3 separate regions of the Mus musculus genome follow, and regions 1 and 3 are each linked to region 2. The links are chromatin contacts, called in public Hi-C maps. All regions are on one chromosome and are shown on one strand. The core of a region is the stretch at or near the end of the contact, and the rest is flanking DNA. Distances in the headings are between cores, read along the strand shown.

Region 1 (3,376 bases), core at 507-3,006, 280 kb before region 2:
TCTTACCTTCACAGAATAGGCCAGTGAGATGGTGACAGCCAGAGGGAGGCCCTCGGGCACAGCGACCACCAGCACCGTCACACCAATGATGAAGAACTTGACAAAGTACTGTACGTAGACGGGTGTGCATTCCGTCAGCCATGGCTTCTTGTTGACCACGAAGGTGTCCACGGTGAAGTAGAGTACCAGGATGATCACTGTGATGGCCGACATCACCAGGCCTGTGACATGGGGACACCTGCTCAGAGGGCTCCCAGGTGGGAGGGGGGAGATGTTCACTAAACTGCTTCTGCAGGCCTCTTGGGCAGACCTCAGCTCAGCAGACCCAGCTGTTCTTCCTTGCTTTGGGGCTAGGGTCCTTTGCTTTGCTTCTCAGGGAGCCTCAGTTGCCTCTTCTGAACAATGAGGCATAGGGGGCAGATTTCCTTCCTGGGGTTTTGCAATGCTCACGTGGCAATGCAGGGAAGTACCTAGCATGGTGCCTGCCCACATGACACTCAGCCACACTAAAAACGTGTGGCTAGGGAACACAGGTACATCAAGAGCCACCTCTAGGACTGGAGAGATGGCTCAGCGGTTAAGACCACTGGCTGCTCTTTCAGAGGTCCTGAGTTCAATTCCCAGCAACTGCATGGTGGCTCACAACCATCTGTAATGGGATCTGATGCCTTCTTCTGGTGTGTCTGAAGAGAGCAACAGTGTACTCATATATATTAAACAAACAAACAAACAAACAAACAAACAAATCTCTAAAAAAAAAAAGAGCCACCTCTATACAGATGCCACCCTATAAAGAGGTAAGGTGGAATCTTTTACTCATTCACTGAACAAGCACCTTTGAGCACCTGCAATATGGCAGGTGCATGGTGATTCCTTGTGTACAGATCTAGCAGTAACAGAGACAGTGTGTATGTGCCACCATTATAGACACGAATTGATACTCTGAGGAAAAATCCCAGGAAGTCGTGGCTGAAGATACGGCTGCTGTAGCTAGCATGACCAGGAGGTGCTATTTGAAAAGGCATCAGGCACGTGTGTTGTTCTCAGGGAGCGTGTCCCAGGTGAAGGGAACAGAGGCTCAGCTAGGGAAATGACTGGCTAGGGCAATGCTGGAGCTCAAGAGATACACTTTGTTCTTGGGATCCCTCCTGTCAGATCAGTGTGTCTATACCTGACCTGCCTCAGTTGCCCACAAAGATGTTCTTGGGACTGTGCCTACCAGCATTCTCTGATGGAGGAGGGGTGATAGTAAGGGCCTGTGGGTACAACCTCCCCAGATGCCCATGATCCCTTGGCTGATGTACAGGTCTCAAGGCCCAGGCAGCTCTGCATAGTGGGTGTGCTCTGTCATGTAGCTTGTGATCTAGGGGTTCCATGAGATGAAGCAAAGACTAGGAATTCTCCATAATTTTCAAAACTCTGGCTTTCCTCCATCTCTGATATGCATTTCTTACTTTGTAGACTCAGCTTGGAATTGCTCATCCATAAATCCTGGCCACCAGGGATTCAGCCCCAGAGGGAGGCAGTGGAAGGCAGGGAGCCCGGGATGCCTGTGAACTTAATCCCTGGCAGGGTGGATGGGGGACTGAGATCCTCAGAGGCCAAGATGTTGTCATCACTTAGTTTCTTGGCCCCTTAGTGCCCCATGCTACTGTGGAGTCACTTGCCTCTGACAGCAACAGCAGGGAAGAGGGAAACCCCTTGGCCCATAGCTCCCCACCCTAGCTAGCTCCAGCTGCGGTGCATCAGAGCCTGGCTCTATCCCTGCCTGACAGCCGAAGGGGCGGGAAGCCAAGCTCCCAGCAGCCTAGAGAGCTGTCACCAGGTTTAAATATAGACTGCTGAGCCTATAATTTGCAGCTGTCCCCTGCTGTGCTGTCTTTAATTAGAAATGGAGACAGCCACAGAGGCCTCGGTAGCCAGGTGGGAGGTCCTGCCTTTCATACACCCCCAGTGCAAGGGGAGGTCAAGGCTGTGCTTCAGGGCTGGGGCTCACCTTGCAGCTGGGCTTGGCTCCCTGGGCCAGAAGGCTGCCACAGCTCTCACCTGCAGCTAACATCTCAGTTGGGAAGCCTGGGTTGCTCTCTGGAGCTCAGATAAGTCCTTCTGCATGGGCTCCGGGCTCTGCCCCCAACCCTTTCAGTCCTCCTTCTTCACTATAGCTAGGGTGGGCATTATCAAGGCCAAATCCATTCTGGCTCTCTCTTGCTGTTACCTCTTTCATATTTCCGCCCTGTCCTTAGGATAAAGTCTTTGCTGTCTGGAGCTATAGGCGGTACAGGGTATGTCTGCCACTATAGAAGCCACAGGCTGAGTCCCCTGTCTACTCAGTCACCTTTAATTCTCAAAGCAACCTGCCTTCCTGTGACATAACCTTATCCCCATTTACAGAGGAGTAGGCAGGGACTCAGAGGTGGGGAAAGCTGTCATCGCAAATCCTCAGAGCTGTGCTGTGGCAGTCTGTTTGCAGAGTGGGGCTTCATATATTTAGAGCAGGGCAGGCCTCCAGGACCATTGGAATCAAGGTAGAGGGCATAAAGGGGCAGGGGTTGGAAGGGAGGTCCCTGCTGTGAACTCACCCGCCTTGCCTATCTGCACAGCCAGTTTGGTGAGCTTGCCCTGAAGCACCGACTTCTCTTTCTTGTGCATGTTGGCTTTCTTCTTGTCATCTGCATCGCCGCCCTCTGCACTCTTCAGAGGCTGCATCTCCATGGCAGCTGCCCCATCCTGCTGCTTGGCTGTAGGGGCAGAGCATGCATGTGCACACAGACACACACATGCAGGTTAGCCTAGAGGCCAGAACGCTTAGCACCCACCCTGCCTGCCCAGTAGAAATGCTGATTATCCTGTCTGGGCCCTGCATGGCTGGCAAAGAAGCCTCGGATAGTACCTGCCACTTCCAGCTGCAGTGTCTGGGTCCCAGAGGCTCCTGGGACCTGGCTCTACCCTAGATTCCCAGCAGGACAGGGCTGAACCAAGACCCCACCCTAAATGGGTCCTTGGCCCTCTCACAATTAGATAGAAAGAGAAGGACTTCCTTGGGTATTCTTGAGGCCAAGTTGTTGGGTTGTTAGGGAGTTAGCCATTGGAAGGACACAGAGCATGGCTTAAAGAGAAAGTAAGGTGTCCCATCTCCAGTCAAGGGATCCTTGTCATTGTGGGATGGACAGAAGGACCTGTGGCTCTTTGAGCAGAGGTCAGCCAGCCTTCCACCTATAACAGTCTCTAAGAGCCAACTTCCAGACCCCAGCTGATAGGTAGGCTTGGGAGATCCTGACCCTGGTGCATCCTCTACCTCACTGTGACACCTCTTTATCTTACCTAGTATTATGAGAATCATGGCTGCACCCCAAAAGATGCCAGAGCTCCCCACAGG
Region 2 (3,512 bases), core at 675-3,174:
TGGGAGGACAGTCACCTCAGAAAGGACTCGGGTGAGAACAGCATGTGCTGAGGCCAGAGCTGTGCAGTGGGCTCTGTCAAGTGAGGAGACCCTAAGTCGTCATCCGTGTTCCCTTTGCAAATCCTGAGAAAGTTAATTATCTGACCTTGAAGCATCGGGTCGCTGACCTTCCATGGACTGGCCCCCACTTGTCCGTCTTACAAAGCACATGATAAATAGAGGCCCAGAGCGATTTCTCTGGGAGGTTTTGTGTCCGTATTTTAATAACCGTTGAGCAGCGCCATGGGAGCCAATTACAAAACTAGGACAGTTCCCCCTCCCACCCTGAGCCACTCAGTGCCTATCTCTGAGAAGTTGTGGGTGGCTAACACTGACAGGTCCGGAAGGGCTCTGACACAGTTTCCCCAAGCAGGTGCAGTGGGAACAATTTGAAACTTTGTTCCAATAAGGCAGAAGTCATGGTGTCCCTGAATCCTGCCCTCCTCTTTAACCAGCTTCCCTGGCTAAAACTGAGTTTCTCTTGGAGTCAAAACATGGCAAGGGGGTGGGATTGGAGGCACCAGCACTGGTAATTTCCACTTCTGTCACCATGCCACCATCCCTGCTCTCTCTGGAGACCCAGGGTGGGATCTATGCTGTCCTGCTGTGCAGGGCCTGAGGTTAAAGTTTGGGAAAGCGCTCTGTCTATGAACTTCTTGGGAATGGTCTCGGCTTCTGGATTTCTTTCCCCACAATGTGAAGGTCCCCATTCTAGATGTGTAACTCCACCCCTCCTCAGAGGCCTGGATCCTGCTGAAATCAAGATGCGGCATCTCTGGTGACCAGATATAGAGTCACCACTAATCCCAACACTAGGTCACTCATGGAATTTTGAGACTGTGGGTCCAGTGACTGCCAGTATTCTGACATGCTGGCTGTACATTATTTCAAATGGCTCTCTCAGAAAGGCTGGTCCAGCCTTGGACTTTGCCAACCATTGTGTCTTTAGAGCTAGGTTCATAGAGCATGCTCAATATACAGTGAATGAATGAATGTTCCTTGTTATGGCAGAAGCATGTTACCTAGCTGGGAACTTTGGCTCCTATCCTGCTGACCACTGTAGGGAAGTGGCTACTGGCCACTTTTCTATGTCAGAATGACTCACCTGGAAGGAAATTACCCTGTTCAAGGCCATACAATGATGGGATCTGGGCTGGGGGCGGGGGGGGGGTCTGTGTTCAGGCCTGTGGGGATGGTTATCCGCTGACAGCTCAGACTCAGATCACTGCAGAGAGCAGGAACCTTGGAAGACATGATCTATGGTGACAGAGTACGCTAGGCAGGCTCGACTTGGAGGTCAGGCAGCATGGGGTGTCTATTGAGAGAGACCTACATCAGTGTCCTTAGAGGGAGAGGGGAGTCCGGGAAATGGTCCTAGGCTGACCTTGGGGAAGGACTAGAAGAAAATGCTTAGTTTCCAGGGCTGGGGAGGGGCCCTGACAGACTGGGCAGAGCCAGCCAGGAAGGGCAATCTTCAATGACCCCCACCAGAATTTATGAGGCAGGTGGCTGCCTTGGTCCTGCTGCTTGGATAGGTTCATCAGGGCTGATGTAAGGAATGAATGAAGATGTCCTGCACTAAGGTGCAGGTCTACTGTGTGGTTAGTGTCTGGTCAGGGGAAGAACAGATGTGACAGGACCCCAAGGGATAAAGTGCATCTGCCTATTGCACAGAGCATTCTGGAAAGCCGTGGGCACCCTGACTCTAGTGGGCTCCCAGGGCTGAGACAAGGGTGGGTGGCAAATCTGCATTCCAGGCTGACTGGGGTCACTCCGGGACAGCGGAGGTTGTGGGAAAATAGAGGCACTTAGCCAGCAGTGCCTCCTCCACACTGCAGGGACTTGGTGTCCTTAAAACCAGGACAAGCCTGCCACCCAGTGCTGTCCTGGATCATAACAGCAGCCTGCAGTGTGGCTGCCACCCTGTGCCTGGCCTGAGAGTGCAGCTACACACTGAAGACTCTGATGACCTAGGGTTACCAACCATTCTCTCCCCAAAGCATGTTTTTACCCCAGTTCACCACTCCAATAGCCCAGAGCCATTCTACAGAAGAAAGGCAGGCATTCAGCCTGGTCCTTCCACTCCTGGAGGCAGTGGCGTTTGCATTAGGTATGGTGTGCCTGGCCATATTTTAAGGTGTTATTCTTATGGTTACTGTATGTTCTGGAATGTTGTATAATGTACAACTTGTTAAAGTCTCTATCTTTTGTTGTTTTGTTTTTGTTCTTGAGACAGATAAACAGCCTGGGCTGGCCTTAAACTTACAATCCTGTGTCAGCTTTCCACATGCTGGGATTAAAGGTATGCCTGGCTTATTCATATATATGTATATATTCAGATATGATGTATGTCATTTATATTCCACAGTAATAGCTAATCATAAAAATATGATAAACATGGCCATGTCTTACATAACAATGTTTCTATATAGGGGACCACCCATGTGTCAGCGCCTCTGTGACATTGTATCACACCTAATGACATCATACACATTTTAGTTTGCACATGTATATTCCTGGATGTTTTCATAACCTATGTCTTAAACGTAGTTATTACTATCACCAGGCCATGTGACTGCGATTAAGACAAAATCTTCACACAGACCCATGACCAAGGAACCCCACCTCACAGATGGCATTTCTGAGATGCAGAAAGGTTGATCCTTGGTCGTGGGTCAGAGTTAGGATCTGCATTTGGGTCCCAGGAAGACAGGAGTCCCTGGGGTCCAGTTCCCTAGCTGCTCTGTCACAGATATGCCCTGTCTTCAGAAGGCCTCTGAAAGAGCCCCGAGAGAGGAGAGTCAGATTTCCCCCACGTAGTCACAGTTTACAAGGAATCCCCTGGACTCAGAGTTACAGTTGGGTGTGAGTCACCAAACTTGTTCTGATATTGAACCCAGGTCCTCTGCAAGAGCAGCAAGTGCATCTAACCACTGAGCCATCCCTCCAGCCCCCTTGACTCTCTCATCGGTAAACCTCTGCTATCCTCTGGCTCCCATTGCTGTGGTTTGGATCTGCCCTGCCCTCCTGTGTGTTAAAGGCCTGGTTCCCAGTCTGGGGGCTACTGGAAGGAGGTGGGACTCTTAACAGGTGGGGCTAGGAGGGAAACAGATCTCTGAGCATGTGCCTGTGGAGGGGCCTGAGGGACACTGGTTCCCCCACTTCTTTTACTTCCCAAGCAGGATGTGAACTATTTAACTTCCTGTATAGAACACTCCCATCATTGCCACCTGGAGCCCTCAAATGAGGCCTGAATGCCATAGAGGTGCCTGGCACAGACTGAGGCCCCCATAACCATGGGCCAACCATGGACCACGTCTTTCTTCATAAGTCAACATCTTAGCCCATGTCATGATGAAGTAAGAGTCCAATATATTCACCCTCAGGATGACTCCCAGATTTCTAAAGCTCCATCTCATTGAAAGTCCTTGTAAGTGGATCTAAAAGTGCTTTGTGCATTGATGCTTGATTGG
Region 3 (3,484 bases), core at 669-3,168, 260 kb after region 2:
AGCACCTACAATTGACTGGGCCCTTCCCCAATCATCAAAAACAAAGAAAATGCCCTCCAGATTTGTCTACAGACCAATCCACAGCCGGCGTTCCTTAGTTAAGGTACCGTCTTCTCAGAGGACTTTACCTTGTATATCAGGTTGTTGTACAACTGGCCACCACAGCACAGCTAGGTAGGACAGCCCATGTCTTTGATCCCAGCACTTAGGAGGCAGAGGCAGTCAGATCTTTGAGCTTAAGGCAAACCCGATCTTCAGAGTTAATTCAAGGATAGTCAGGGCTATGCAGAGAAACCATATCTCAAAAACAAAAACAAAACAAAAAAACCAAAAAACAACAACAACAACCAACCAACCACTACCCAGCAACCTTCCAAGATAGCTGCAAGATAGATAGCCTGTGTCCTCAGATGGAACACAGGCATGGGAAATTAGATTCCCAGCTGCTGTAGTTTGGATCCTGAGCTGGAAAGATAGAGCTCCTGTCGTCTGTCACCATAAACAGCCACCGGCAGAGACAAGAGTGAACCCTTAAATCCTGCTTTATTCAGGGGACAGCAAGGTAAGGAGGAGGCAGGTTCACCCGCGAGGAAAAATAGACCACCGGAGTCAGGGCTGTCAGTCAGGGTTAGGAGCTTAGCCTCATCCCTGAGTTTTGTGGTGTCAGCGTCCTGCACGTCTGCCCTCTCCACTGTCTGTCTGTACCTCCAGGTTCAGAGGCACTCTAGGTTGTTCATAGAGTGCACATGCAGACTCTTGTCCAAGGCGTGGTGGGAAAACCTGCCCTAATAATACAAGATGTAAAGTGCCCCATCTGTCCCTGTGTTACTAAAGATCTACGAGCTAAAGACTTGGCTCTGTTAGGGGAGGGTGGGTGCTTTAGGAGGTGGGGCCGAGTGGAAAGTCCTAGGTCATTAGGGGCAGGCTCCTGAAGGGGTAAGGAGCTGGTCCCCTTCATCAAGTGTCTCTTGTTTGTCACACGACTACCAGAAGCCTAATGGTAACAGATTCATTGATCACAGAGTGAAACTCTCAGAGCGACCATCCCAGGCATCTATTTGTCTCAGTACTGGAACTCCAGTACCTAGTCGTGGCCCCTCCTCCACCCCTGCCCCATGGAGGTGGGGGTGGGGGTGACTTTGACGGTGGATACTCTTAATGCAAACTTTTACCACTCTCTTCTAAGCCGTTTTCAATGATTATCAATCACTTTTATAATCAAGGTGGAGAGAAGGCAATAAAAAAATCACTGGGTCGTGCAAAGAGTCTAGAAAGTTCCTGAAGACTGTTTTCCCCCAGGTGTTAGCCGTGATTGTTTCCAGATGGTGGGAGGATGGTGGCACTGAGAACTCTTTTACTCTGTTCTGTCTTTTTCCCCCCCTTGGTGGAAAGAGAGTTCATGAGTTATTTAGAATTCTGGCATGTTGATCCCTGAGGCTTCCATGGGGGGGGGGTCTGCTGTATCCCATAGGATGAAGGTGGTACCTGCAGACCCTTGGTGGCATCCTACCTCCCCACCAGCCTGGAGCATGGCCACCCCTCCCCAACACACACCGGAAAAGGTTGGAGCTGGTGCCAGCTTGTGCCTCTCTTCGTCCCCCTCCCAGGAGAGCCATGTCCTCGCTCATCTGTAACTTTCAATTAACCAGGCACCAGGCTCCAGCTCAGAGGCTGAACAAATGTTCCAGGGAGGGAAAGAATCCAGCCCAAAGCACTGGGAGGACATTTCCTTTTAATTAAAGTGAGAATTAAGGCGGCTCTAAAACCCATTCTGGTGAGACCAGAAGGTGGTCCAGGAGGAAAGGTTGCCAGGGAGGCATTCTGGGGAGGGAGGCAGGGTGCAGGGTGCGAGGAGGGAGCCATCCACTCTTGTATTTCTCATTAGGCCCCCGCAGGTCTGGGTCTGCTAATGCAGGAAGATGGAGGCTGGCATCAGATGGTCCTGGTAATTAGAACCCTTGACCCCCAGGGCCGCCTTACTGGGACAGGATTATTGTTGATACTGGGTGTCTGGGTATGTGGGAGGAAGCACTTGGGCAGATGGAGTTTAGAACAGGGCCCCCTGCACCTCCAGGCTCCCTCTCTATTCATCCTGAGCCAACCTCTCAGAGGCCTCAGAGAAGAGAAGAGAAGGCCTTGGCCTTCTCTCTCTCTCTCTCTCTCTCTCTCTCTCTCTCTCTCTCTTTGGCAGAGACAGGAATGGGGAGTGTCAGATAATGATTCACAGTTGTTGAGTGTCACCACTGCTCCTGGGCTTAGGAGCTGTGGCTTTGTGGGTTTGAATCCACTTCTGTTCCTCCCTGATTCACTGAGGACAGCTTCATGGTCCCCGTGGGCCCCCACTTCCCCACCTGTAAGTTAGAGGTGACAGTGACACTTGCGTTGAAGGGTTGGTGTTCAGGGCTTAGAATCTCCTGCCCATAGTGCCAATCGCTCAGAGCTGGGAATGGCACAAGGTAGGGGATGATTCAGTCCAACAGTGTGGCCATGCTGAGTAGAGGATCTTCGTCACAGCCCCTGACATGAGCTGGATTTGGGCAGGGGTAAGAAGTAGGCAGCAGTCTTGGTCACAGGGAGGACCTCACTCTCATTCACTAGGTGGTTCTGAGTCCTTACGATCAGGGAGATGATCCAGTTTCAATAAGATGGATGTGATCTCTGTCGGAGGTGGGTGTCTTTATGAAATGATCTCTCTGTGAGTCTCCGTGGCCTGCATCTTCAGGAGAGTCACTAGAGGCCTTCCGATGCCCTCTGGGGGGCTGGGAGGGAGCCTGAAGGCTGACAGGAGGACACCTCTATTTCTCATCTGTGGACCTTTACCCTGGCAAAGAGCTGAGATGATAGACCTGGTGTTGTCCGTAAGCAGACAGGCATGCCGTGAGCCATCAGCACACAGTCATGCCAGTGAGTGACTGTGCACAAACGTTCAGATGTCATGCAGCTATCTTGCTTGCATGGATCTTGAAGGCCCAGATGAGGCGTCATTGCTTGTTCTGCAACACAAGCTATTCCCAAGTCTCTCTGTCTCTCTGTCTCTCTCTCCTCTCTATCTCTCTCTCTTTCCCTCTACCTCTCCCTCTCTCTCCCTCTCTTTTAGCCTCTCTTCCCCTCCCTCCCTCTCTCCCCTCTCTCTTCTCACAAGATGGGCTGCCAATCACGCCCTTGAACCTCCAGAACTATGAGCCAAAAATAAACCTGTCGGCTTACTTCATAAGCCCGTGTCAGGTGTTTTGTCTTAATGTCTAAATCGACGCCTGCTTTCTGGGCTGCAGTGAGGACTCACCCAGTAAGCCTGCGCACAGGGTAAGAGTGGGCACCCTCGGTGAGGCCTGCATGTCAGCTGTTCTTTTCTCTGCAGTGCCACTTCCATTAAATGCACAAATTCATTGTGTCATGCCAGATCTCGTGTGCCAGCCACTCGGGGTATCTCTTTTGGTTGGTGCACAAAGATCCCCAGAGAGGTTATGTTACTTGTGAAAGGTCA

The links. Hi-C and Micro-C count contacts between places; a contact is called where the count stands out from the background.
Region 1: a Hi-C map of cerebral cortex shows a contact between it and region 2, with 2.4 times the contacts expected there. The contact joins two enhancer-like sites. A contact is called at or near these places in 5 of 484 Hi-C or Micro-C datasets (DN2 thymocytes, ECoMG-derived neutrophils, bone marrow-derived macrophages and 2 more) and 2 of 115 datasets of contacts at active chromatin or transcription factors (embryonic basal ganglia and neural progenitor cells).
Region 3: a Hi-C map of cerebellum shows a contact between it and region 2, with 2.1 times the contacts expected there. The contact joins two enhancer-like sites. A contact is called at or near these places in 2 of 39 promoter capture datasets (the 3T3-L1 cell line and hippocampal neurons), 5 of 15 datasets of contacts at CTCF or cohesin (the NIH/3T3 cell line, embryonic stem cells, hippocampal excitatory neurons and 2 more), 93 of 484 Hi-C or Micro-C datasets (the AML12 cell line, the C2C12 cell line, the C3H10T1/2 cell line and 50 more), 12 of 115 datasets of contacts at active chromatin or transcription factors (PVALB interneurons, astrocytes, bone marrow-derived dendritic cells and 7 more) and 2 of 9 other capture datasets (embryonic tail and embryonic trunk).

What each region holds. Positions count from the first base shown.
Region 1 is chr6:113,793,660-113,797,035 of GRCm38.p6, forward strand. It overlaps Atp2b2 (ATPase, Ca++ transporting, plasma membrane 2), which reads right to left. Exons shown (of 20, transcript NM_001036684.3): 7 at 2,580-2,738; 8 at 7-221. Among named protein-coding and RNA genes, the nearest start is that of Sec13, 55 kb to the left of the region's middle. Within about 2 kb of position 1,757, at least 60 of the 459 cell types and tissues checked have an H3K27ac peak or open chromatin away from gene starts, as enhancers often do. A contact at or near this core is called in cerebral cortex and cortical neurons, where this site is marked.
Region 2 is chr6:114,074,882-114,078,393 of GRCm38.p6, forward strand. No RefSeq gene overlaps it. Among named protein-coding and RNA genes, the nearest start is that of Gm36023, 18 kb to the right of the region's middle. Within about 2 kb of position 1,925, at least 16 of the 459 cell types and tissues checked have an H3K27ac peak or open chromatin away from gene starts, as enhancers often do. A contact at or near this core is called in cerebellum, cerebral cortex and cortical neurons, where this site is marked.
Region 3 is chr6:114,335,048-114,338,531 of GRCm38.p6, forward strand. No RefSeq gene overlaps it. Among named protein-coding and RNA genes, the nearest start is that of Slc6a1, 54 kb to the left of the region's middle. Within about 2 kb of position 1,919, at least 2 of the 459 cell types and tissues checked have an H3K27ac peak or open chromatin away from gene starts, as enhancers often do. A contact at or near this core is called in cerebellum, where this site is marked.